2 separate regions of the Pan troglodytes genome follow, and region 2 is linked to region 1. A link is a contact called in public HiChIP or PLAC-seq data. All regions are on one chromosome and are shown on one strand. Each heading gives the region's core, a stretch centred on a gene start, on an enhancer-like site or on the middle of the called end of the contact. The rest is flanking DNA. Distances are from core to core; before and after follow the strand shown.

Region 1 (2,700 bases), core at 143-2,642:
AGCTAGCTGCTGTTATATTTTATATATTTACATTAAAATGCTGATATAAAAGAAAATATTTTATATTAAATTTAACATAAAAGGGCCGGGCACGGTGGCTCACGCCTGTAATACCAGCACTTTGGGAGGCCAAGGCGGGCGGATCACCAGGTCAGGAGATCGAGACCATCCTGGCTAACACGGTGAACCCTGTCTCTACCAAAAATACAAAAAATTAGCTGGGTGTGATGGCGGGCGCCTGTAGTCCCAGCTACTCAGGAGGCTGAGGCAGGAGAATGGCGTGAACCCGGGAGGCAGAGCTTGCAGTGAGCTGAGATCGCGCCACTGCACTCCAGCCTGGGCAACACAGCAAGACTCCGTCTCAAAAATAAATAAATAAATAAATAAAAGTGTAGCACGCATAAAATTTATCCATAAACAGACGTTTTATATACTGTACATTTATAAAAACTATACCTTAAATGTATATATAATTATACATATTTTTATATGTTTAATTTTTTATTTTTTTAACTTTATTTTTACCGGAGGATTCAGTTTACTATGGGTATTGGAATGACTTTTCTTTTTTTTTTTTTTTTGAGACAGTCTCGCTCTGCTGTTGCCCAGGCTGGAGTGCAGTGGCACCATCTGGGCTCACTGCCTCTGCCTCCCGGGTTGGAGTGATTCTCCTGCCTCCAGCCTCCCGAGTAGCTGGGATTACAGGCATGCACCACCATGCCTGGCTAATTTTTGTGTTTTTAGTAAAGACAGGGTTTCACCATGTTGGCCAGGCTGGTCTCGAACTCCTGACCTCAAGTGATCTGCCTGCCTCGGACTCCCAAAGTGCTAGGATTAAGGCGTGAGCCACCGCGCCTGGCCTTTATATATATATATATATATATATATATATATATATATATATATATATATTTATATGTAAAGTTTTCATATAGGGAAACAGAGGCACAAAGGCACAAAGTTTTCGTGCAAGAAAACGTAGCTAATGGCTGCTCTGGGATCTGAACCAGGGTCCCTAAGGCTGCAGCTTTTCATTTCTGGCTCTCAGGCAGCCTCAGGGAATCCGTTAAAACAAACATGCGGGTCAGACAAGTGGCAGTCACAGGAGAGTAACACTGCGCAGGCGCAGGAGGGATGGAGTGGCGCGCAGGCGTAGGAGGCGGGGGGAGATGGGGGAGGAAGGCCCTGCAGCGGTGCGCAGGCGCAGAAGCAAGTGGGCCGGAGCGGCGCGCAGGCTTATCGGGGGCAAGAAAGGCGCGCAGGCGCAGGAGGTGGGGAGGGGCGGGGGAAGAAAGGCCTTGGAGCGCTGCGCGGGCGCAGGAGGTGAAATAAGTGGCGCGCAGGCGCAAGGGTGGGTGCAGAAGAGGCGCGCAGGCGCAGGAGGGGCGGGAGGGGCGCGCAGGCGCGGACCGCCTGGCGGTACTTTGAAGAAAGACTTCTCGACGCCGGGACACTGCTGGTGGTACTCGATGTAGGTGAGCAGGTGGCAGCTGTTGGAGCCGGGCGCGATGTTGTTGGCGTACTTGATGGCCGTGCTCGCGACCATGTCGTGCACAGTGAGGAGTGTCTTGTTGCTAACTTAGTCCTTGCTGAGCCGCAGTCGCGCCTCCCCGTCGCGCTCCGTGGTCCGAGTAGCTCAGCCTGCGGACAGGCGGGTCAGCGGCGGCCGGAGACCCCCAGATGGACCTAGAGAGAGGCGAGCAGGTGGCGTGTCAGGGGCAAAACCAGGGAGAGATGGGAGCACAGGCAGGAGCGTGGCACTGAGAGATGGCAGACGGAGGAGGCGTGGTGTATGAAGTGGATTGCCAAGGGAGAAAGATGACCAGCGAGGCACAGAAGGGGATGCAGGGACAGGTGGACAGTGAGACGCACTGACCCAGAGAGAAGAGTTCAGCAGGAAACCCACCAGCAAGCAGACAGGTCAGCTGCAGGCCCACTGTCCCTGCCGGGCGCCGTCTCCTCCCCAGGGACCAGACACTTCTTTTTTTTTTTTTTTTTTTTTTTTCTTTTTTGAGATGGAGTTTCACTCTTGTTTCTCAGGCTGGAGTGCAATGGCGCGATCTCAGCTCACTGCGAACTCTGCCTCCTGGGTTTAAGCGATTCTTCTGCCTCAGCCTCCCAAGTACCTGGGATTACAGGCATGCGCCCCCACACCTAGCTAATTTTGTATTTTTAGTAGAGACGGGGTTTCAACATGTTGGTCAGGCTGGTCTCGAACTCCTGACCTCAGGTGATCCACCCACCTCGGCCTCCCAAAGTGCTGGGATTACAGGCGTGAGACACCACGCCCGGCGGGACCAGACACTTCTGACAGCTGCTAACCACCTGCACCCCCAAACCCCCATACACCCAGCCGGGCACCCTATGGTGGTGCTCTCCATGCCCGCATCCCATCAGGCAACTTCTGAAGAGATAGATTGAACCCTAAAGGATCCCAACACTGGCTGAACCGCCTTGGCCAGCCCTGAAGCGCTAGATCCCCACTCTCAAACTGGCTTCTCTGGGAACACCACTACCCTCACCCAGGAGCCAAGGAGCCCCAAACTCTGTTTTTCTTTCCTGGGTGTTGAGTGCCTTTCTGTCGTGGACTCTGAATCTGTCCGAGGACATGGTCTTCAAAGTATCTTTGTTTTCCTTGTCACTGTCTGGGGGCATCTAGTTTGCTGGGCTTGGGCAGACAGATCTTCAAACGAAATTACA
Region 2 (2,700 bases), core at 41-2,540, 87 kb before region 1:
CTTGCTCTGTCACTCAGGCTGGAGTGCAGTGGCATGATCTCAGCTCACTGCAACCTCTGCCTCCCTGGTTCAGGCGATTCTCCTGCCTCAGCCTCTTGAGTAGCTAGAATTACAGGCACACACCACCACGCCCGGCTAATTTTTGTATTTTTTTAGTAGAGATGGGATTTCACCATGTTGGCCAGGCTGGTCTTGAACTCCTGACCTCAGGTGATCCGCCCCCCTCAGCCTCCCAAAGTGTTGGGATTACAGGCGTGAGCCACTGCATCTGGCCGCTTTTAGCAATTTTAAAATATAAAATAACATTATTATGTAGTCACCTTGCTGTGTGATGGATCGCCAGAACTTATTCTTCGTGTCTAACTGAAAACATGTGACTCTCTTGGGTCATTTGAATGTAGCACGATTTCAAATTTGTATCATTCAAATTAGCATGAAGAATCACACAGTACTGTTCTTCAACCTGTTTCACAGATGCACAAACTGAGACTCAGGGAAAGGTGAAGAAGGGGCTGACCAGGTTTGCCAAGGATTATGCAAGATTAGAAAATTAATCTCCACTTTGGGAGGCTGAGGCAGGCGGATCACTTGAGGTCAGGAGTTCGAGACCAGCCTGGCCAACATGGCAAAACCCCATCTCTACTAAAAATACAAAAATTAGCTGGGCATAATGGCGAGCTCCTGTAATCCCAGCTACTCGGGAGGCTGAGGCAGTAGAATCTCTTGAACCTGGGAGGTGGAGGTTGCAGTGAGCTGAGATCGTGCTAGTACGCTCTAGCCTAGGCCACAGAGCGAGACGTGTCTCAAAAAAAAAAGAAAAGAAAAGAAAATTAATCTCCAATTCCAGAGCCCAGGGCTCGTTCCATTACATAGCAGCATCATGAGGTCAGGAAACAAAAGTGTCCCTACCGGGGGGCTGGGGGATCCCTCTACAGGGCTCGAACCCGTAACCTCAGTTGCAGCCCCCGGGACGCTCCCGCCCTGGAGGCTCCAGCCACGAGGCAGCGCCCCCTGCGGGCCGCAGCGCGCAGGCGCGGCGCGCCCGTCCCGCCCCCGCCCCCCTCCACGTGCGGCGCACACCTCGCGCTCCCCTCCGCCAGGCTCGCCTCGCGCCTCCCTCCCTCCCTCCTCCCGCCCCTCCGGTCCCGGCCTCCCATTGGCTGCGGGCTTCGTCCCTCCGGCCGCAGCCCGGCAGGCCCCCGCCAGGCAGGAAGTCCCGCGCCACAAGCGGCCGTCCGCGCCGTCGATTGGCCCAGGTGGCTGTCAGTCGATGCGGCGGGCCCTAGTCGGCGGCGGGGGCCCGTGATCGGTGCGCGACCCGGGCTGGCGGTGGTTTCCGGTTCCGCGGGGCTGGCGGGCGAGCGGGCGGCCGGGATCGGCGGCGGCGGCGGCGGCAGCGGCGGCGCTTGACAGACAATGAGGGCGGCGGGGCGGCGTTGAGCGGCGGCGGCGGCGGCGGCGGCGGCGAGCGACGCGGGGCCCGGGGGCGGGGCGGGGCGCCAGCCATGGACAATCAGGTGAGGAGCGGCCGCGCCGCCCCAGCGCAGCCCGCCCGGCCCCCTCCCGCCCGCCGGCCAGCCCGGCCCTCCCCGGTCCCGGCCTCCCCGCTCCGCGCCCGCCCGCCCGCTTTGTGCGCGCCCGCCGCTCCCCGGGCCTTTATGTGGGGCGGGGGCGCCCCTCCCCCATCCGCGACCCCGGCCAGGGCGCCTCGGACACCCTTCGGGACCCGGGCTGGGCCCGGAGCCCCCTGGGACGCCCCTGGTGACCCCCCAGCCTGGCTCGGAGACCCCCGGGAGACCCCTCGGAACGCCAGTCCGACCTGCATCCACCTGGGACGCCCCTGGGGACCCCAGCCCGGCTTAGGGACCTCAAGACAGCTCTCGGGACTTCAGCCTGGCCCAGAGCTCCTTCCAGGCACTTCCTGGGATCTGGGCCCTGTTCAGACCCCTCCCGGGACCCCTCGGATCTGCCCTGTAGACCTTTCCCTCTCTAGGTCCAGGGCCAGTCACTGTCTCCTTTCCTGTCTGGACCCTTGTCCCCGAGTCGCCTCAAACTCCCAGAGTCCCCAACCTGCTGCCTGTCCTCCCTTCAACCTCAGCTCAGATATGAGGCGTCCCCGGCCCCCTGGGACCCTGCTCTGCGGCGTCTCTCTTCCTTGAACCCAGGCCCAGTCTAAGCTTTATCTCCACCCATCCCCTACCTGGACCTGAGCCTTCTCTCCCGTCTGATCCTGCCCCGGCTGCAGCCAGGGCATCCCTTTCTCTCCCAACCCCAGCCCTGGCCTGAGCTCCTCTGACTCCCTAGGACCCTGGCCTTCGGTCTTTTGCTGCAGGGACTCAGGCCTGTTTGGAGTGTCCCCTCTCTTTGTACTTGCTTTTTCAGACTTCTTTCTTTGACCCACCCTGCCGCCTCAGCCCCCTTCTAGTTTCAGGCCCTCGTCACTCTCCCTCGGACCCGGCGGGGCTGTCTCTTTCACCTTCAGACCCTCTGCTCTGAGACCAGGACCGGGAGCAGTTTCTTCTCTGACCTGGATTCCCCAGACCTTTGAGTCACTGATGGCCTGCTGTTCCCCTCAGCTTGGGCCCTCTCCGCCCCTGGGATCCTGATTTAGGCTTCCCCACACTTGACCCCAGTCCAGATCTCCCTCCCAGGCTGGTTCGTCACGTCACAGTCCTGCAGTCTCCTGTACAACCTTTGCCT

Evidence for each region. HiChIP or PLAC-seq counts read pairs in DNA pulled down with a chosen protein or histone mark.
Region 2: a contact with region 1 is called in an H3K4me3 HiChIP or PLAC-seq map of stem cell-derived excitatory neurons, with 4 times the contacts expected there. The contact joins the promoter of MLLT1 here to the promoter of RFX2 in region 1. A contact is called at or near these places in 1 of 7 Hi-C or Micro-C datasets (a lymphoblastoid cell line) and 1 of 1 datasets of contacts at active chromatin or transcription factors (stem cell-derived excitatory neurons).

What each region holds. Positions count from the first base shown.
Region 1 is chr20:8,553,357-8,556,056 of NHGRI_mPanTro3-v2.0_pri, reverse strand. RFX2 (regulatory factor X2) reads left to right here and starts at 1,392. Exons shown (of 20, transcript XM_063801062.1): 1 at 1,392-1,475.
Region 2 is chr20:8,640,506-8,643,205 of NHGRI_mPanTro3-v2.0_pri, reverse strand. MLLT1 (MLLT1 super elongation complex subunit) reads left to right here and starts at 1,290. Exons shown (of 11, transcript XM_063801065.1): 1 at 1,290-1,517. The coding sequence starts at 1,506.